5 separate regions of the Mus musculus genome follow, and regions 1, 2, 3 and 5 are each linked to region 4. A link is a contact called in public Hi-C, HiCAR-type and promoter capture Hi-C data. All regions are on one chromosome and are shown on one strand. Each heading gives the region's core, a stretch centred on a gene start, on an enhancer-like site or on the middle of the called end of the contact. The rest is flanking DNA. Distances are from core to core; before and after follow the strand shown.

Region 1 (3,879 bases), core at 1,054-3,553, 1.1 Mb before region 4:
AAGTTTCTTGTTTTTACAGGTAAGGTCTAGGTTGTCAAGGCTGGCCTTGAACTCACATTCCAAGCAGGTCTAGATCCAGAGAGCCTCCTGCCTCAGCTTCTTAAATAGCTAGGATTGCTGGCTTGGTATGTGTGACAGAGGGGCGGAGAAGATTCTTTGTGTAATCCTGGCTGTCCTGGAACCAACTCTGTAGACCTGATCTGCCAGCATCTGCCTCCCAAGTGCTGGGATTAAGGGCAAGAGCCACTATCACCTGGCCAGCTTTTTTGTTTTTTGTCTCATGTGGCCTTGAACTGCTGCTGATCTTCCTAAGACCCCAAAATACTGGGGTTACAGGCCTATGTCACCACCATACTTGACTTTTATCCCACGTTAATCTATCCCAACTACACTACAACCTCTGCTCCAGTGAACCCTTCTCACATTCCTTAAATATTCCAAATCTACTCTTTCCCAATTTTCTAAGCTGCAAATAGTCATCCTCTTTTTCTAGTGATTTCATGGTATCACACTAAGTTTTATTTTCCTTGTCCAGTCTTCGGGAGTCTTGGCTGAGATAATGTACTGTTAAAATTTGATACTGTGGCTATTTCCCCTATGCCTCTAACTTACAGTCAAACATTTTGAACAATAGGACCTTTCCTGCTGAAGTCTGTGCGTCTTTGTTCTTTGACACCCTTAATTGACTTGATAAGTCCTTAAAACTTTCAAAATTTCGTGGCTGTGTGGTGGTGAGCTCCAGTAATCGGGAGAGAGGAAGGAGGGCTGGGTTCAAGGCCAGCCTTGGCCATATGAATTTGAAGCCAGCTTTGGCTATCTCAAAAAGAACAAAAAGCCTCACAAAATTTAGTAGATATTTTTGTTGCAATTCTCTTATGTTTACTTCTGCTTAGGGCCCACCTCCCCCCAAATCACATTCTTTAACTATGTAAGCCTGCCAAAGTCTCTCGAGAATTAATACAGCAGGTATTTATATTCTTAAGAACTACTGTTTGTTCAACTGGATAATAAAATTGGAAAGTGAAATCAGGTAGATTTTTGGCTCAAAATCTACTTGTACTACTATCAGTAAAACGCTGGACTTGTTTCCCCAACCCCTTGGGGATTGTGAATAGATGAAATGAGGGATTTATTATTCACCAAAGATCTAGCACTGGAACTTGAGTATAGCAGACAATTGGCACCTTCTTTCCCACCTTAAGGGAAAAAGGTCCTGCTGAAAGGGGAAAAGAAAAAAAAATACTGATCGCGAAGCGACAGGGAAGCAGAGGTGAGAGGATCAAGGTCATCCTTGACTTTATGGCAAGTTCGAAACCATCTAGGGCTGATTGAGACCCTGCTTCAAAAAAATCAAAAGAAGGCATGAATGACTATGGCTCGAGTAACTTTTTTTTTGGACAGGGTTTCTCTGTATAGCCCTGGCTGTCCTGGAACTCACTCTGTAGACCAGGCTGGCCTCGAACTCAGAAATCTGCCTGCCTCTGTCTCCTGAGTACTGGGATTAAAGGCGTGAGCCACCACCACGGCTCGAGTAACTTAACGAAGTTACTTTAGACAATACCTTTCAGTCCTTTCTTGGGACAAAAGGCATTTTTCTAAACCAATTCTAGCTGGGAGTCAGAGTTGGAGATTCAAATGAACGTTTTCAAGTTGAACAAACCGAATTCCTTGTCAAAACCCTGAAGACAGCAGCACACTGATCGCTTTCCGGCTTCCCAAGTTTACAAACTTTGCAGGAAAGCGACAAGTCCTTAGGCACGTCGAGGAGATGAAGTGACTGCTTGGTGAACTTTGGCGTTGTCCAGCTCCTTAGCCAACTAGCCCATGTCAGAGAGGACCGTCCCCCTCCTCGTACATCAACATCCCCGCGTCCCCTCCCAGTCCACTCTCAGGTCCCAGAGAGAACTCACTGCCAAGGCCTTTGGCCTGGTGGAGGAACTGTGGGTCCTCCGTCGGCGGCTGCTGCTGCTGCTCCTCAGTGGGCTCCACGGGCCGCTCGGGGCTCTCCTCAGAAGGCGCGGCTCCCGCGGACAGCTTGTCCCCGTCCCGGCTGGGAGGCTCTTCTCCCTCCGCCGCCGCCCCCTCGGGCGGCTTCAAGCCCAGCCAACTGCTCAACCCTCCGAACATCCCGCCCGCGGGGTCACCGCCGCCTCTGCCGCGGTCCCCTCGCCCAAGAGCCCTGGCACCCTTAACCACTGGCTGATCCGACTCCGCTGGTCTTCGAGGGAGACTGACCGGAACCGGAGACCTCCCGAAGCTTGGCCCACCCTCTCTGACGGCGGCTCAGCTGGCCGCGCATGCGTCATGTCCGGCTAAGGCTCCGCCCCCTCTGCATCGACTCCCCGCCTCCCCGCCTCCCCGCCTCCCCGCCTCCCCGCCTCCCCGCCTCCCCGCCTCCCCGCCTCCCCGCCTCCCCGCCTCCCCGCCTCCCCGCCTCCCCGCCTCCCCGCCTCCCCGCCTCCCCGCCTCCCCGCCTCCCCGCCTCCCCGCCTCCCCGCCTCCCCGCCTCCCCGCCTCCCCGCCTCCCCGCCTCCCCGCCTCCCCGCCTCCCCCTGCTTTTGGAAAAGAGGCTAAGGGCCAAAAGGGTTTTCTCCGCTGAGCTCTTCTTGCTCTCTACCCACTTTTCTATTTTCCCCAGCTTTGTTTTTTGTTTGTTTGTTTGTTTTGTTTTGTTTTTGGCTTTTTCAAGACAGGGTTTCTCTGTGTAGCCCTGGCTGTCCTGGAACTCACTTTGTAGACCAGGCTGTCCTCGAACTCAGAAATCCGCCTGCCTCTGCCTCCCAAGTGCTGGGATTAAAGGCGTGCGCCACCACGCCCGGCTTATTTTCCCCAGCTTTATAGGTGTGTGGTTGGCATCTTTGGGGGCTCTCCTACCTGGTCTCACTTTGTGATTACCTCGAGATGACAGCCTCCTTTTTTAGGGCCAGCTGGACCGGGTTACACCCCCACCCTTGGAAAAGGAGGCCTCAAGCCTCCTCCTGAGTTTAACCCAAAGCTGGGAGTAATGCATAGTGATTTAGGCCAGCCTGGGCTACCTAAGTTCTTGTGTCAAGAGCAGAACATTAAAAAAAAAAAAAAACCTAAAGGAAAAAAGGAAGGAAATCAGCTGAGCGTGGTGGCACATGCCTTTAATCCCAGCCCTCGGGAGGCAGAGGCAGGAGGATTTCTGAGTTCGAGGCCAGCCTGGTCCACAAAGTGAGTTCCAGGACAGCCAGAAAAACCCTGTCTCAAAATACCAAAAAAAAAAAAAAAAAAAAAAGAAAGAAAGAAAGAAAGGAAATTAATTGTAAGGAAGAAGTTGGGGTGGGGTACTTATAGATTAAAAATTGGTTTACAGTGGGTAGGTAAAATGGATTAGCAGGTAAAGGTACTTGCCACCAAGTTTGGCAACCTGAGTTTGATTCCTGGTACCTATCTGATAAAACTGACCCTTGCAGGTTCTCTGTCCTCTGATCTCTACACAGGCTCTGTGACTACCTATACCATAAATAAAATTTAAAGTATTTCACACAATAGCTTAGAGAACTTACTGGGACTGAAGCTCAGTCAGTGGTAGACTGCTAAAACACATGCCCAACACAGCAAATCATGCGCACACATATGGAATAGACCTGGCTGAATGGGGTGATACATGCTTGTATTCTCAGCATTCAGGAAGCTGAGGCAGGAGGATCTTGAGTTCAACACAAGCCAGAGCTACATGAGACCCTTTCCCAAACAACCAAATGAGTGGCACTTAGAATTTAAAACCCTGGTAGTTTACGTGCTCAGCCCTGATCTCCACATGGCAGAAGAAAATAGCCCACTCCTGAAACTTGTTCTCTTGTCTGTATCAGTGTGCATTGTGTTCTCCCCAAACCCCACACACTAAATAAAGCA
Region 2 (3,976 bases), core at 1,112-3,611, 1.1 Mb before region 4:
ACAACTGAAATTGTTTAACATCATTTCTGCTTCCTGAAAAACAAAAATATAGAGGTTAAGTTAGAAAAAGGAGCATTTTCTTAGGTTCCTCACCTAGAATCAATAAACTGAAGATCATGAATGAGCAACTAAAAATTAATGTTTACTGACACAAGATGTTCACCCAATTTTGAACTGATGATTCAAAATGTAATGTTAGCTTCTATTCCATTTTATAGTAAGATAGAAACCAAGAGTCCCAAAAGAGCATGAGCAAAGAAATACAAAGGTAGTAAAAATAAAAGACATACAAGACTATTCATATACAGCCATTAACCAAAGCTCTGAACTCTGAGAGTCTTAGCCTCATAGGTTAAAATACTAGTTAATTAAACCTTACTTCCTAATTCAGTGACTTTCTGTCCTTATTCCAGTGGCATAAAAGGGAACTTATGTCCTCAATTGCAGTGGCTTTTTATCATCAGAGGTTTCCCCTGGGGAACCTATGAAATCAAACACTGAGTTTGGCTCCCCACCCTCAGGGAATAAATGTCCAAAGTGACAGTGCTGAATCCCTAAAGAACTGTTGGGCCACAACTTTTCCAGTGTCCCAAGCAGTAGGTCCCTCTTTTATGAGACAGAATAGAACATGAAAATACCGGACCTTAGAAATAAAGCACCCCAGGCCAGAGTGGTGGCTCACTGCTGTAATCTCAGCACTCAGGAAACAAAGGCAAGAGGAAAATGGTACTTTCAAGACAAGCCTGGGCTACATAGTCAAATGAGGCCAGCCTGCTACAGGGTAACCGATTTCACAAAAAAAAAAAAAAAAAAGTGAGGGAAAAAAGGAACAGGCCCCAAAAAGCCAATTCTTGACACTGCTCAAATGTAAACCAGACCTTTGTTCTCCCTTTTGAAGTTCATGAATCGCATTAGAAAAATATTATTTCGTAACTTCATACAGGAGTGGCTTTTAAGATTAGTCAAATACATAATTAAGTAATATTAAATAGCTCTCAGTGGTCAAGCAGGGTGTCCAACAAGTCAAGCGGTTTCAGTATGTTCTCCTGCAAGGCAAAGGGATGGAATTTACACTTTTTCAATACCATACACCCCAGTTCTTGGTTCCTGGGCCTGAAAGCCCTGTACCCTACTCGTTGTGCAATCATTGTCAAAACTCCACCCACTGAGCTCCAGAACAAGTGGATTTCTCCCATTCTGAAAGAGATCTCGATTTTCTTGTATCCAGGGAGACACTGAAAACTCCTTGACGTGAGTCAAGTAAGGCAAGGGGAAACAAACAGTCCAGCTCTTCTCCTAGATTAAGAAAGACCAAAACCGAAGCCCAGGAGGAAACTCAAGTTTCCACTTATCAAATTAAAAAGAAAGAAAAGAAACAGAGGGTAGTGGCAGGAAGCCGGAGACAGCTATCAGAAGATGATGCTGGTTCCCCAGCATCACCACCTCATCCCCAGCCTCACACTCAAGGCAGGTCCATGATGCCCAGAGACCAAGCCCCGTTGTGGATCCCGGGAGCCCCGCGGCGTCCCCCGCGTAGCCACCCGCGCAGTGTCGCGGGGGACCGCGGGGGGGCAAGGGGAAGGGGGGAAGGGGCGAAAGGCAGCCCCGGCTTCTGCGCTGTTATCTTACTGCGCAACAGCCTCAGCTCTGAGGCCGGGGAGCACCCCGCAGCGCGCGCCCTACGCACCTGCCCAACACGGAGAGGGCTACCCCGTACCCCGATAAGCCCCCACCCCCACCCCGTCACCTCCTTGGGCAGCGGAGTCCCAGTGCCCGGTGACCACACAGGCTGAAGACTCAACACCCGGGGCAGCACCCGCCGCACGTGGCTGTCACACCTGGAGCGCCCCTGCCTAGCACCCCTTCACCCTCTCAGACCGGGGTCCACCATGTCCTCCCTCAGCCCCCTACTAGGCGTAGTGTCCCCAAGTCCCAACCACCGTCCCTTCTCACCAGATCCATTTCAGTCACAACCACCCCGCACCTGCTCCCCAACTATCGTCACTCTTCTGAAGGAAAAGGGGGAACGGGCCGGATGTTCGTCCCGTAGCTAAAGGTAAAGGGGTAAGTGAAGAGGTGAACCCCAAAAAGGGTAACCCAATCATCCCCGCGACCCAACCACAACGAAGGCGTCCCCTCCACTGACCTTCTGCGGGGGGCTACGTCGCCGTCCGCCCCGTCCGCCCTCACTAGCCTCCTCAGTACCGCCGCCTCTTCCTCGCGTTACCTCCTCAAGCCGAGTCGCCATGAGGTGACGGCAGCAGCCAAACAAGCGGCTGGACCAGGGGCACGGAACCTCTCAGGGGCTTCAGCCCCGCCCCCTTTACACCCCAACCAATCGTAGCGTGAGAGTCTTCTCACGTGACCGGAGGAGGTTGGCTCCTGAGGAAAGGCAGTTTGTTGGGGGTGGGGAGCGTAAAATTTTGGGCTGGGCTTCTGTTAGGGCCGAAGGGCAGACAGAGGCCGCTGGAGTCTGCGCGGACCGGGAAAGGGAGTAGACTACGAGTCCCAGAAGAATGTGCGGCCCCGGCGTCCAGCCATGAATCCGGATAGGAGCGTCCTGGGGGAAGAGTACCCGCTGTGCTGAGTGTGCAGCCTTCTGGGGCTTGTAGTCTCTGAGCGGCAATGTCGCGGTACCGGAAAGTAGTCGTTATTAACCTACAAGAAAAGTTTTAAAATCTTCCAGAGTTTGAGAAGGAATAGAATCAGAGACACTTCTTTGTGGTTTTGCTTTTTTTGCTCTTCTTCATAATTGTGCAAGTATAATTTGAGAATAAGAGACTCTTTTAACTTCGCTATTTTCGAGGTGGGAGATGCAGTCTCAGAATTTGGAACATTGGACACTTGCCCAGAGTACAGCCTCTCTACCAGAGTTCTCCCCAAGGTTTAACTGTCCAGAGTTCCTTTGGGCTGGAAGCCTATTCACCTTTGCCCAACTGATCTGGCTTCAAGTACAGTTCTCCATGTTAGTTCAAGATTAATTCGTATTTAAAATGTCTTGCTTTTTGCACCATATGTTTTGCTAATTAAAAATATCACGAACTCTGTTTACTAAAACAGTTATTTTTTTCTTGATATGTTAGAGAAGGTCACTCAGAAATATCCCCTGTTTTCTATTTAATGGAACCAGATCCTTAGTGGCCTAGTGTCTAGAAGTCACTGACCATCACAAAATCCGGAATTGAAATAATTCACTATGAAAATCTGTACAAATATACTTTCCTACAGTTGAACACAAAACAGTGATACCAGGAGCCAAAACTTAAATAACTTGAGGGACTGAAAATTTCAAATGAGCAAATTCTTAGGAGAAAATAGGGTTGGTTTTGTTATTAATGTTGTTTGGGGGTTTTATTGTTATTTTTTTTTTTTGTGGTGCTCATTATCAAACCACGGATCTCATACATACAACACCTGCACTCAACCACTGAACTACACTCCAGCTCAGTTCAGTTGAAGAAATTCTTTTTTTTTTTTTTTTTTTTTTTTTTTTTTGGTTTTTTTGAGACAGGGTTTCTCTGTGTAGCTCTGACTGTCCTGGAAGTCACTCTGTAGACCAGGCTGGCCTTGAACTCAGAAATCCACCTGCCTCTACCTCCCAAATGCTGGGATTAAAGGCGTGTGCAACCACACCCAGCCATGCTGAAAAAAAATTTTTAAGATTTTATTTATTTATTTATTTATTTACTTATTATATATGATGAGTACCCTGTAGCTGTCTTCTTTTTAAAATTTATTTATAATAACAAATATGTACACTGTAGCTGTCTTCAGACACACCAGAAGGACATCAGATCTTATTACAGATGGTTGTGAGCTACCATGTAGTTGCTAGGAATTGAAATCTGGATATCTGGAAGAGCAGTCAGTGCTCTCCAGCCCAAAGTTTTGGGGGTTTTTTTGGACTTAGAAAGAAAATCTCATTTACAGTTCATACGTTTATAACAGATGTCAGAAAATTACTCCTTAACCTGCT
Region 3 (3,627 bases), core at 243-2,742, 1.2 Mb before region 4:
TGTCTATAGTTTTGCTGGAAGATGGCCAGGCTTATCCATATTTTCTATGGCTGTTGTGTTACAACACCGAAGGCTGCCTGACCCCTGTCAAAAAAAAAAAGTTTGACCACCAGTGTTCTAGAACTCGGAGGACCCATGCTACTCCACTCTTCTAACCGCCCCCCTCCCGCCTCCAGCCACCTCTTCAGCGTTAGTCACCAGCAAGATTCTTGGAGCTGACATGGAGGGAGGGCGTTATAATAATGAATTGTACCACATGGGAAAACAAGAGACCCAAGACAGTAAATTTCTATATAAGGGAACGTGACTGTTTCTGTCACATACTAGAGTAACGTCTGAGTTGGTTTCTCGATCAGAAAAGAGAGCATCCTCGAGGCCTCTGCATGGTTGCGTTTAAGCATGAAGGCACTTGGAAAGCTATCAAGGGAACAAATGTTCCGGGGGTGTTTCTGCAAGGAGAGCCTCTGAGTTTAGATGTAGACTGTGGTTCCCTTTAAGCGTAGGCGCCTGGGCCCCTCTGCTCTGGCCCTCTTTTTCTCCCTGGGATCATGTGGCTTTCTCTTCACCCCCCCCCCCAAGGCTAAAAAGCTTCAGAGAAATGCAGAGCTCAGGTATGCAGGCCTAGATTAGCCCAGCCCAGCTCTCTCCAGTTCAGCAGCCAGCTGCAGGGTCAAAATGGGACCCCTTCAGGTGACAAGAATGACTCAGCAGGGGCCTAGGCAGGAACTGAGATAGGGAAGCAGTGGCAGGCACAAAATCCCCTGCAGCAGCAGGAAGCTAAAGAACCAGTAGGTTAAGGACGCACAAAGGTGAACATACAAAAAGTCATTTAAGTCAACTTTCGACGAGGGGCGGATTGAAGGCCTGCGCCATCGCAGGCCTTAAATAAAGGTCTGCCCAGCTTCTGGGAGAAAAAAGAAAAACCCGCCCAAGGTCTCTCCTAAAGGTCCCTTTCGCTTATGACAAATGTCACCAGAGCTCGACTGGGCCCTCGATACAGTTGAATGGGGGAGCCTTTGAGGGGTGCAGAAAACTGCGTGGCCGTGATTATCTGGGAGACTTTGCGGGCAGTGTAATCTCTCGAGACCAGGAAACCATTTTCCTCACTGGCTCTGAGATTTTGCTTTGCTAAGGCGGCTGCAGCTTCCCTGCCCCCCTCGCACACCCCCGCCGCCGCCGCCGCCGCCGCGGCTGCTGCTTTAAGCAACCACGCCCCGCGGGCCCCAGGCTTCTTGGCCCTGGGGCTCGCAGCCCCCGCGCAGCCTGCACACCGCGCTCGCATCCGCCCCACCCCCGCGCGGGCCCAGCCGCCCCCGCGGCCAGCCTGGGGAGTGACGCCTCGCGCCTGCGCCTCGCCGACTTCCTGCCGCGGAACGCCCCACCCACTCTCGAGAAGCCCACCCCCGGAGAGCGCGTCAGACCCTCCCGTCGCACGCTATTGGTCCAAGCCGCCGAGCCGTTGGCTCCCAGGCCCGCCTCTTCTCCGCCTCTCCAATTTCCCAGGGCGGCTGCGCCTGCGCTCAGCTGCCTGGGCGGGCTGAGAGGCGCGGGTTGAAAAGTCTCGTTCCAAGTTTGGCGAGAGGGAGAGAGAGGAGAGCGGCTCAGACCTCGCTACCCGCCAGCGGGGAGGAGGCAGAAGAGGAGATCGCGGCGTCTGGGGGGAGAACCCAGACGGCCAGACCGAACTCAGGCTTTTCCGAGCGAGGACTGCGTGACGTGCCTGGGAGAGGCAAGGAGCGCCTGCCGGGCTGCTCTTGACTAGCGAGAGAGAAGTCCGAGGCGGCCAAGGGGGGCGAAACGACCCGACGCAAGATGGCGAGTAAAGAGAGTAAGGATGCCTGCCCTGTGGGGCGGGCGGGCGTGCGGGCGCCGGGACTCCGGGGGGCTGGCGGGCTCCCGAGGCCTCGGCACGCGCTGACGAAAGGCGCGAATTGGCGTGAGGAGCAGGGGGCGGGGCTGGGCGCGAGACTCGCCGCGCGCCTGCAAGGGGGCCTGCGCGACACGGGGCCTGGTCGCCGCCGAGGGCCGGGAGCATTTCCGGAGCCGGGCGCGGGGGCCGAGAGAGAGGCCCCCCTTCCCCCACCCCCACCCCCACCCCGCGGCCTAGCTCCCTCCGACGCCCTTGGCTCGGGGGCGCAGGCGCTCGCGGCCCGAGAAGTCAGCGGCGGGCGCGGATTCTTCCGTGCGCGTGGTCGTCGTCCGTCTGGGGTCGCGGCCCGTGTCCGTGTCGGGAGGGGGGGGAGGAGCTGGATCCCGCCGGACTATGGCTGCCGATCGTGGCTTGGTGGGGAGCTGGGGCCTCCTGCGAGGGTGGGGGGTGGAGGGAGCAGGCCTGTGGGCTGCTGCTGTTCCACGTGGATTGGATCTATTCGAGTGGGTCGGGGCACCGGTTTACAATGCGGATCATCGTAGAACAGGTGCGAGCGGCTATAAAAAGGCTGACGAGCTCGGTGGTAGGGCAATTAATGACCCAATTCGGGTAAGCGCCGGAATCCCGATCTTGGAAGTGGAGGCGAAAACGCTTCCTGATGTTGATCTTCTCACTTTGTGGGAGAGCAGTTCGTGTGAGCAGGATAGGTAAAAGGAAAGAATAGATAAGGTGTGGCCGTCTCGAGGTGACCTCCAGGATCCGTAGCCATGCCTTTGACTCCGAGCCTTCTCAGCCACTTAATTGTGGGCTTTCTCCAAATTTCAGTGTTTGAAGATACTGTGGAGGAGCGTGTCATCAACGAAGAGTATAAAATCTGGAAGAAGAATACACCGTTTCTGTATGACCTGGTTATGACCCATGCTCTTCAGTGGCCCAGTCTTACCGTTCAGTGGCTTCCTGAAGTGACTAAGTAAGGGTTTCTGCCAACTTCTATTTTGTGTAGATTTAAGTACCATGTTAAATTTCTAGGTATTGTTAATGTTATTTTACACACAGAACATAAATACCTAATTGGTTAGGCCGAGGGTGAGGCGGCAAGTGGTTGTTCAAAACTTAAGATGGTTTCTATCGTAGAGGTGTGTTGAGAGGAGAGAATATTGTGTAATACTGTGTATAGGAAACGATGACTATTTTGCCATTCCATGACCAACATCTCTGGACTCTAGATCAATACATTATTTTCAAACTTAATAGGAAAGATTACATACATAACAAATTAAAAGCTATTATGGCTTGATGCATTAAGTGATTTTCTTGAATATTTGTAAGATTTGGCATAATTACTGATATTTATGGAGCACTTAGAATAATAGAACCTGACACATCTGAAGAGTTTAAGCCTCATAACAGAACTACTGTTGCGATTCAGAGATTTACCAGTGAGGAAAGGGGATGAGAATTTTAAGCACGGTGCTCAAGCGCTCACTACTGGCGATCTCATAGCTTACAAACTAGGGCTCAACCAACCAAAACCGGTTGGCTCCAGAATCAAGGCACTTCCTTCACTAGACTACCTTTAGGTAGGCATGTACCTTTTTTTTGTAATTTTTTTAAAAGATTTATTTATTTTTATTATATGTAAGTACACTGTAGCTGTCTTCAAACACTCCAGAAGAGGGAATCAGATCTCATTACGGACGGTTGTGAGCCACCATGTGGTTGCTGGGATTTGAACTTCAGACCTTTGGAAGAGCAGT
Region 4 (4,131 bases), core at 484-2,983:
AGCATTCCTCTAACCGCACTTCTTTTTAATCAATGCTTCCATCATGATACTCATGGCATGGCTGTACAACGAGTTCAGAATCAAACAAGAAAAGGAGAGGGGGAAGAGAGGGAAAGAGAGCCTGCAAATATTTAATGATTTTACAAAGTTATAGAAGTACTCATGAATATTTAAGTGTTCTATTTTTTTTCAACTCTGTGTACACTGGAAGACTTTTCAAAAATAAATAAATAAAAATCTGGCAAAATAGTTTTAATGGAAGAAAAGTTTATACCTTCTATTCAAAGTTTAAATTTGAAGGGGGAAAAAAAGAATGCCAGTTGAGACAAGTGGGAGGGGATAACTGACATGAGCTTAGGAAATTGTAGCAGATTAGCTTCAGACTTAAAGCAGGAGGGTTTTGTCATCAGTAACACAACAGCTTACTGTTCCTTTTTGTTTTCATCCTTGATGTTGGAGCCTGCCTCTCCTGAACTAGTTCTCAAGTACTGTTCCACAGTCTCCGGTGGTAAGGCTGGCCATCACCTTAACCTAGCACTGCTGTGGGAGCTCAACCCTCTTGCCTGCATTTGTAAGTGCTTGGTCATCTTATAAACATCTAATTTTATGAATCTACTAAATGTATAGCTCTACCACTTAGAATATCGGGTTCTGTCACGTGCGGGCCATTTTTAAGTGGTGTGGTGGCTAGCTGCAGAGATGAGCTGGGCAGGAAATCGAGGGAAGCAGCTGCATGGGCTGGGGGTGTAGCTCACTTGGCAGAGTGGTTTGCCTAGCACGCACGAACCGATCAACTTGCAAAGTGCCATGGTCGCCGAAACTCTGTCACCCCGACACTTCGAAGGCAGAGGCAGGAGGATCAGAAGTTTAAGAGTCGTCCTCATTTACGTGGCGGATGTAAGGGCAGCCTAGCCTGTCTGAGGCCGCGTGGGAGGGCGGAGCAGGAAGAGAGGGAGCAATTCCACATCCAGAGCAACAACTACCTGCCTCTCTGAGCCGAGCGAGCGCCTGCCGTCGCCTCTTACGTCTCTCCTTCTTCCGGAGGGCCAAGTACTTCTTACGGCTGGAAGATTGAAAAAACGCGCGCGCGCGCGCGCACGCGCACACACAGAGTGAGCATCCGCACACCCGGCTCTGCACCCTCAGGCCAGGGGCCAGCCTAGGACAGCGCTCGGAGGCAAAGGAAGAAGGCAGGCTAGCCCGCGCCGGTCGCCCCGTCCGTCCCCCGCCCCTCCTTCCGCTCCCCCCCTGCGCCCCGCCCCCCATCTCCTCGGGCGGCCCGGGACAGCCCCGGAGATAGTCGTCCCCGCCCCAGTCGCCTCGCCTCGTCATTTCCTATACCTCAGTTTCTGCGGCCCCGCCGTAGCGTCCGCCGTAGCCCCCGCCGTTTCCATACTGCTGTCGCTGTGTTCTCCCACGGCAAGGTCTCAGCGGAAGCAGCCACCCAGGTCCTCGGTCGCCCACTCCGCGCGGCCACCAACCGGTACCTGCCCAAGACGGAAGGAGACGGCTTTCTTCCCGCAGCTGGTCAGCCAGGCGCCGCGGCCTGAGAAAACAGACCCTCAAAGAGGCCGCCGCAGCCACCGCGGCAGACCTGAGTTTTCCTCCCTCGGCCAGTCAGCCAGGCATCGCGGGCTGAGAAAATGTCTCCTCACCGAAGCCGCCCCCCGGAGATCTTCCACCCCCGGAAACTCGTGCCCCAGCTCCTCGGGGCCTCGCGGGGGCCTTAGCACCGCCCCTTGCCCAGAATTCAAGGCGTTAAGGCCTAGCTCCGCCCCCTCCCATCTAAATTCCAAGGCGACGCCTCTAGGTCCCGCCTCTCTCCGCGGCTCCACCCATGAGCGCCCCAGACGAAGTTTAAGAATCCGCTTCCTCTTTGCAAAACCTGCTGGCTCTGGTTCCAAAGGAATCAGGTTTGTGACCCTTGTTCTTAATCCTGAGAAGCAGAGAGGGACCGGAGTTAAGTGCAGGGGAACGGGATCTGTTCGGCTGGCTCTGGAGTTGTGCTTGGAGAAAGAGGAAAAAAAAAACAAGCCGAAAGCGTCTGGAGGTGAAACTGACTGGAATGTGCTGGGAAGCAGGGAATTTTGTTACTGGAACAAAAGTGCAAGGCAAGGGTATCTAGAGATTGGCTGCTGCTACCCCATGCCTTTGTGCAAAGGGGAGGAGGGCTGGAGAAGAGAGCTCAGCTGTAACTGTAATGAGAGCTTTACTACTATTTCATAAGATACAAGTTTGGTTCCCAGCACCCACCAGACAGTTCACAACCATCTGTAACTCCAGTTTCAGGGGATCCTGTGCTGCAAACACGCAATGGACATACATAAAATAAATCTTTAAAAACATTTACATATGCAACGAGAAAATGTCCCTCTTCTTAATCCTCGGCTGGCTTTTGCAGCCTGCCTCTAGGATCTTGGTTCCCTGTGTTTGTTGAGGAGTCTCCTTCTACTCCCTGCCTCTGGGGAACGCAGACCCCCAGGCTGCTGCTGCGGAGGTTGAGCTGGACAACTATAGCAGTCTCCAGGAGTGTTTTTTTTTAATGGGGAAATTTTACGTTGCAATGTAAAGGATTAAATTAGCAGGACAAGGTAGTTCACACCTAATCCAATACTCTTAGAACTTAAGAAACTAAGGCAAGAGGATCAGGGGTTCAAGGTCAACCTTGGCTATTTAGAGAGTTCAAGGCCAACTTGAGCTACCTGACACTTCCATTAAAAAAGAATTGGTGGCTCAGGCCTTTAATTCCAGCACTTGGGAGGCAGAGGCAGGTGGATTTCTGAGTTCGAGACTAGCCTTGTCTACAGAGTGAGTTCCAGGACAGCCAGGGATATACAGAGAAACCCTGTCTCGAAAAACAAACAAAAATAAAATAAATAAGAAAGACAAGAAAAAGGTAATACTGTATCACAATCATCTAGGTGAGGTGTGATGTGGAACTAGAGAGGAAAATAAAAATAGGGCTGGCAGATGATTAAGCAGGTAAAGATGCTGAGGATCTAAACTCGATCCCCAAGGACCTATATAGCAGGAGAGAACAGACTCCCACACATTGTCCTCTTTGGCATGCATTCCCACATTAAATAAATAAATATAAAAACAACAAGTGGGCAAGAGACAAGAAGGCAAGAGTAAGAGGCAAGAGAGTGAGGAGGTGGCAAGCAGCCCCTTTTATAGTGGACCAGGCCTACCTGGCTGTTGCCAGGTAACTGTGGGGAGGAGCATACCTGACTGTTGGCAGGTAACTATGCAGGTGGAGTTTAGACAGAATGCTAACACTTTGCTCTTTCTGCTCTCAAGGGCATCAGTGGACATCTCCTTCACCTTCTGCGGCAACTTCCCCCGCAGTGCTTATCAGAAGCCTTACCTGGGGCCACAAGTTTCTTGTTTTGTCACAATTGATGAACTCTTAGTTCCTGGATTTTGTTGAGTTTGTTGTTGTCATTGTTGTTGTTGTTACTTTGTTGTTTGTCTTGTCTTGTCTTGTCTTGTCTTGTCTTATTAGAGTGTCTCTGTAGCTCTGACTGTCCTGAAGCTTGCTTTATAGACCAGGCTAACCTTGAACTCAGGGATCCTCCTGCCTCTAGCTCCTGAGTGCTGGGGTTAAAAGTAAGCGCCACCAGGACTGGCTTAGTCCCTCTTCTTAATCCTGGCTTTTGCAGCCTGCCTCTAGGATCTTGGTTCCCTGTGTTTGTTGAGGAGTCTCCTTCTGCTCCCTGCCTCTGGGGAACGCAGACCCCCAGGCTGCTGCTGCGGAGGTTGAGCTGGCTACCCATTCACCCTGCTCCCAGCCAATGCTTTGCCTCGGGTTTTTTAATGTGTAGGGTGCTTTGCCTGCATACCCAGTTCCTGTAGAGCTCAGAAGAGGGTGCTAGATCTCCAGGAAGTGGAATTACAGATCATAAACTGCCCCCTGGGTGCAGGGAATCCAACCCAAGTCCTATGGAAGAACAGCTAGTGTTCTTAATGGCTGGGCCATCTCTTAAGCTGTTTCCCACCCTCACCCCCATTGCCTTTTGTTTTTGTTTTTGTTTTTGTTTTTCGAGACAGGGCTTCTCTGTATAACCCTGGCTGTCCTGGAACGCACTTTGTAGACCAGGCTAGCCTCGAACTCAGAAATCCCCCTGCCTC
Region 5 (3,815 bases), core at 1,019-3,518, 1.0 Mb after region 4:
AAATACATCAGCTACATTGTTTTAGACTAAGTATTCAAGTTTGGTTTTGTGTGTGTGTGTGTGTACTGGGTTACTATTTGTATCTTCCTTAATGCAGGGAGTGGTCAAATCTGTACTAAGCAAAGAGAGAAATAACAGGAAAGGAAGTAGCAGGTAGCTAGGAGCTATAAAACATATGGCTTCCCAATTGTAGGCCACTGAGAAGAATGGGGACTTTATTCTAAATACATACAGTGGGAAGACAGTGAAGGGTTTCAAGCTGGGGAATGACATGATCTAATTTGACATCACAACGTTGCTGAAAGATTACTAAAGTTGAAATCCAAAAGGCTTGAATAGCAAGCCAAGCTAAGACTCTAACACCCGAGATTCTGAGCAAATTGCTTAATCGTACTACACATCACTTCCCTCATTTAAAGATGAGACAGTGGCATCACGGTGACCTTTTAAGACCTTGGAGATTGCATAATTCATCTATTTTCTGCTTGTTTCCTTGAGCATAAGTAAATGATGATTGTAGAATGGCCAATTCATTAGTTATGAGTTATATCTCAACTTACTATAAACCACATAGCGATGAAGTATACTCCTATAGAAAGTTATTTTAGAAGTACTTCTTTACTGTAACCAGAGATGATAATAGACATGAATAAGATCTCTGTGCTAAAAGTTAATAGAGTGCTTTTGCAACTCTCTGGTACAAAGTTTGGTACATGAAGAAAATTGGCCAGGAGGCATGAAAAGATTTACGGGCCAGGCTACTTGGAATGGACTTAGTTATTTGTTCTAGGTCATGAACTGATATATAGCACAGAACAGTATAAAGGTGTATGACTCTTCTGCCAAGCACTACAATCAAAATACAACAGTTTAGTTCTTTCCATGGTAACCAATGACTGAGGCAAAATCTAAATTGACCACCTACTGGATTTAGTTCCACACTTGATGGTCTGATACACGTTTCTTCACTTAATTCTTAACCTTACTTGCATTTCATAGATATGGAAACAGGAACTCGGAACATGGAAGTAAGCTATTTTGTGGAAGGGGGCTACATTAGTATCAATCAAGGCAACTTATTCCAAATGTTTAAAAACAATGTACAAGCACTAAGTCAGCAGATTAAGTACTTGACAAGATTCTATGACAGTGACCAGATTATTCAACCAATAAACCAGTTCTGCACTTACAGAAACTTTTAAGTACAGTGTGGAGCGAGAACTTGTGCGTAGCACTTTTGGTTTTAAGAAGCGGAATTAAGCAAAATAAAAGGAACTGGATTACCAAATTATGTACAAACTATATGGCAACAGTACAATGGCAGTTTCCAGGTTCGTTTTCTGGTGAAAGGCCAGCGAAGGAGCCATGAACTGAACAGTGTCACCTATGTCATTGGCCAATATGTTCATAGCCTGTGAGGCCCATGGATATAAGGAGATGCTAGGCATTTTGATTTCTAACTTTCACTAACCGTTTAAAGGAAGCCCACCATCTGCCCAAGTAAAGCAGCGCACACAGTATGGCAAAACCTTTGAAACATGTACAGCATCTTTCCAGTGAAGGTTGGAAAGGTCTCTTAACATCTCCCGTCAAAACACCCACAAACACACCAGTAAAAGTTGGATATGCTCACTGCACACCCCACTTTAAGTCACAGAAAGCATGCTTACCTGTCACATACTCAGCTTCGAATCTCCGCCGGGTCTCTGAGATTAGCTTGGCTTTATTCTGAGCGTTATTCTGGATAGGAGACACAACAAAACCTTAAGATGCTCTCGGTCCTTACCCAGATCACTCCCAACACAGCTCACCTGCACCGGAGCGCACGGGCCCTGGGCCTGGAAGCTGTCTTCCAGGCTCACGGCCCAGGCAGCGATGAGGTGCTGCTCACCTCGGCCATGGTCACAGTCGCGGAACCTATTGTGGTTGTACCCGTCGCTCCTTCCACAGCCTGCAGCCAAGTGTCTCATCACCAGCCAGCCCAGCCCAAAGGTAGATCAAGAAGGGAGGGAGGGGGGGAGGGGGTCGCGTGACACCGGAACGTAGAAGGAAGTGCCTCCACACTGTCCAATCCCATAGTGTTGTCCGGGGTAGAGGCGGGAATAAGTGCTCTGCTGGGCTCCCACTTGCTTCTCTAAAGGAGAAACCCCGCCTTCCGACGACCTCCTGGCACCGGTGTCCCGCCCCAAGTAGCCTGGAGCACTCTGATGCTTTTCCCTGAAGCTCAGCCCCTACAGCTCAGCTGGCCATTTGCTTCCAGCCCTCGGAGGCTCCGCCCCTCCCAGGTCCCCTCTGGCTACCACCTCCTGCAGGCTTTGCCGCCTGAGTTGTTCAGGCAACTATTGGGCCGGTTGTCCCAGCGTGCAATGCGCGGGCGGGAGGTTTGGAGTCCTTTGGTGCAACTGGAACGTGGCAATTTGGCAGCCTTGGAGAACTGGTTTTGGTTTGGTTTGGTTTTCTCCTGACCGCTCGCAGATAACTTGCATTGTGAGTATTCGCTATATTCGGCGATTATTTCTGTTAAGGTTCTTTTCTTTTGGCTGTGGTGTCTGGCTTTATAGTGCTGGCAACTTGGTCTGTAGCCTAGGTTGGCCTCCCTTCTCAGACATGAGTTTTCTGTGTCAGTCTCTCTGATCCTGGTTACAGGTATAACCACCACAGTTGTGGACTGGGAGACGCTCACAAGGCAACCGTCTTTGAACTCTGAGTTAAGTGGTTATAGAAAGTTAAAAGGAAAGATGTTATTTTGAGTTACTTGTTCTTAACGAGGTGGGGGTAGACTCTTGTTCCTGCCATGTAAGTGACATTTGTGGGTGTCACCGCTCTAGAATGGGAGTGTAGCTGATTTCTAATGGGGAGAAGCCAACGATGCTGCCAAGCTTGCAGGACAGGTCGCAATACTTATCCAGGGTGAAATGCAAACATTGCCGAGACTGGTGAAAGCTTAGATTTATAAAGTACTACAACAAACTATTAGCTTTGGTGGCTTAGTTGAACATAACAATGCTGCCTTTCTTAAAAACTGACCAACACTGAAGACTACTTGTACTGGCAATTAGAGAAAACGTTTTCCCAGGCACTGGGGATGTCGATCACAGGTCCAGCACATGCTGGAGACCTCAAGTTCCAGCCTCAGCAGCCCTGCCCCTCTGCCAAAAAGGACAACCCACGTTTTACCTAGTCTGTAGCTGGTTGACCTTAAAAAGGCAGTTAACATCTTTTCCCAAAGCGTTTTCAATATTTGTTTTTATGGGAAAATTTGAACACATTGTTTAAAGTTTGTTTGAAAACTTTCATAAAAATATTTGAGTAACTCCGAGCTCCCCTAGACTCCCACTTCCCTACTTTGATACCCATATTCTTTACTAAAAGTCAACCATCATGGTAAGGATTACATTCCTTTTAACTGTAGTGTGATATTCCATCTGTTTATTTTCTTAATGGTAATCATTCAAGTTCTTAATTTTTATGTTGCAAATAGGAGTGCAGTATATATTTCCCGGTTGTAGTATTGTTTCATATGGGGTCAGGTTGGAAATGCAGTTGCCAAAGAAACACAGTTCAGTTCATTGCTGGGTTAAAATCTGTAGTCATCTGTTTCATAAATTACTTGTTCATTATACCCATGTGTGTGTGTGGGGGGTGCTCGAGTGTGTGTGTGCGTGCTCTCGCGGGCGTGGTACACAGATGAATGTCACAGGATAGTTTTCTGGAGTTGTTCTTACCTTCTACTCTGCTGAGGCAGTCTTTCTAGTTTCTGCTGCTGCTTTGCATATTGCAGCTTTATAATTCCTGTGGGCTTTCAGGAGGGTCTC

What was found. Promoter capture Hi-C pulls out the DNA fragments that hold promoters and counts their contacts. A called contact is a pair of places that touch in the nucleus more often than the background predicts. HiCAR-type assays count read pairs that join an accessible place to other places. Capture Hi-C pulls out chosen DNA fragments and counts their contacts.
Region 1: a promoter capture Hi-C map of liver shows a contact between it and region 4, with 6 times the contacts expected there. The contact joins the promoter of Syap1 here to the promoter of Zrsr2 in region 4. A contact is called at or near these places in 10 of 39 promoter capture datasets (the C10 cell line, the HPC-7 cell line, cranial neural crest and 7 more), 4 of 484 Hi-C or Micro-C datasets (B cells, CD4 T cells, CD8 T cells and 1 more), 15 of 115 datasets of contacts at active chromatin or transcription factors (astrocytes, cardiomyocytes, differentiating embryonic stem cells and 10 more) and 3 of 9 other capture datasets (adipose tissue, liver and pancreatic islet).
Region 2: a contact with region 4 is called in a HiCAR-type map of astrocytes, with 6 times the contacts expected there. The contact joins the promoter of Txlng here to the promoter of Zrsr2 in region 4. A contact is called at or near these places in 3 of 39 promoter capture datasets (embryonic stem cells, frontonasal cranial neural crest and pre-B cells), 1 of 484 Hi-C or Micro-C datasets (CD4 T cells), 13 of 115 datasets of contacts at active chromatin or transcription factors (the 230-238 cell line, astrocytes, embryonic forebrain and 7 more) and 2 of 9 other capture datasets (adipose tissue and liver).
Region 3: a promoter capture Hi-C map of pre-B cells shows a contact between it and region 4. The contact joins the promoter of Rbbp7 here to the promoter of Zrsr2 in region 4. A contact is called at or near these places in 6 of 39 promoter capture datasets (the C10 cell line, cranial neural crest, hippocampal neurons and 3 more), 4 of 484 Hi-C or Micro-C datasets (CD4 T cells, Th1 cells, cardiomyocytes and 1 more), 6 of 115 datasets of contacts at active chromatin or transcription factors (the 230-238 cell line, astrocytes, embryonic stem cells and 2 more) and 2 of 9 other capture datasets (adipose tissue and liver).
Region 5: a contact with region 4 is called in a Hi-C map of CD8 T cells, with 6 times the contacts expected there. The contact joins the promoter of Fancb here to the promoter of Zrsr2 in region 4. A contact is called at or near these places in 2 of 39 promoter capture datasets (erythroid cells and liver) and 1 of 484 Hi-C or Micro-C datasets (CD8 T cells).

Annotation. Positions count from the first base shown.
Region 1 is chrX:162,886,159-162,890,037 of GRCm38.p6, forward strand. Syap1 (synapse associated protein 1) reads right to left here and starts at 2,304. Exons shown (of 9, transcript NM_025932.2): 1 at 1,911-2,304. The coding sequence starts at 2,127.
Region 2 is chrX:162,827,093-162,831,068 of GRCm38.p6, forward strand. Txlng (taxilin gamma) reads right to left here and starts at 2,362. Exons shown (of 10, transcript NM_178935.5): 1 at 2,147-2,362. The coding sequence starts at 2,248.
Region 3 is chrX:162,758,880-162,762,506 of GRCm38.p6, forward strand. Rbbp7 (retinoblastoma binding protein 7, chromatin remodeling factor) reads left to right here and starts at 1,493. Exons shown (of 12, transcript NM_009031.3): 1 at 1,493-1,828; 2 at 2,696-2,840. The coding sequence starts at 1,813.
Region 4 is chrX:163,956,933-163,961,063 of GRCm38.p6, forward strand. It overlaps Zrsr2 (zinc finger (CCCH type), RNA binding motif and serine/arginine rich 2), which reads right to left and starts at 1,734. Exons shown (of 11, transcript NM_009453.3): 1 at 1,342-1,734; 2 at 984-1,063. The coding sequence starts at 1,394. It overlaps Gm38561 (a long non-coding RNA gene), which reads left to right and starts at 1,809. Exons shown (of 4, transcript XR_878297.3): 1 at 1,809-1,913.
Region 5 is chrX:164,978,324-164,982,138 of GRCm38.p6, forward strand. Fancb (Fanconi anemia, complementation group B) reads left to right here and starts at 2,269. Exons shown (of 9, transcript NM_001146081.1): 1 at 2,269-2,487. Mospd2 (motile sperm domain containing 2) reads right to left here and starts at 2,052. Exons shown (of 15, transcript NM_029730.4): 1 at 1,892-2,052; 2 at 1,671-1,740. The coding sequence starts at 1,900.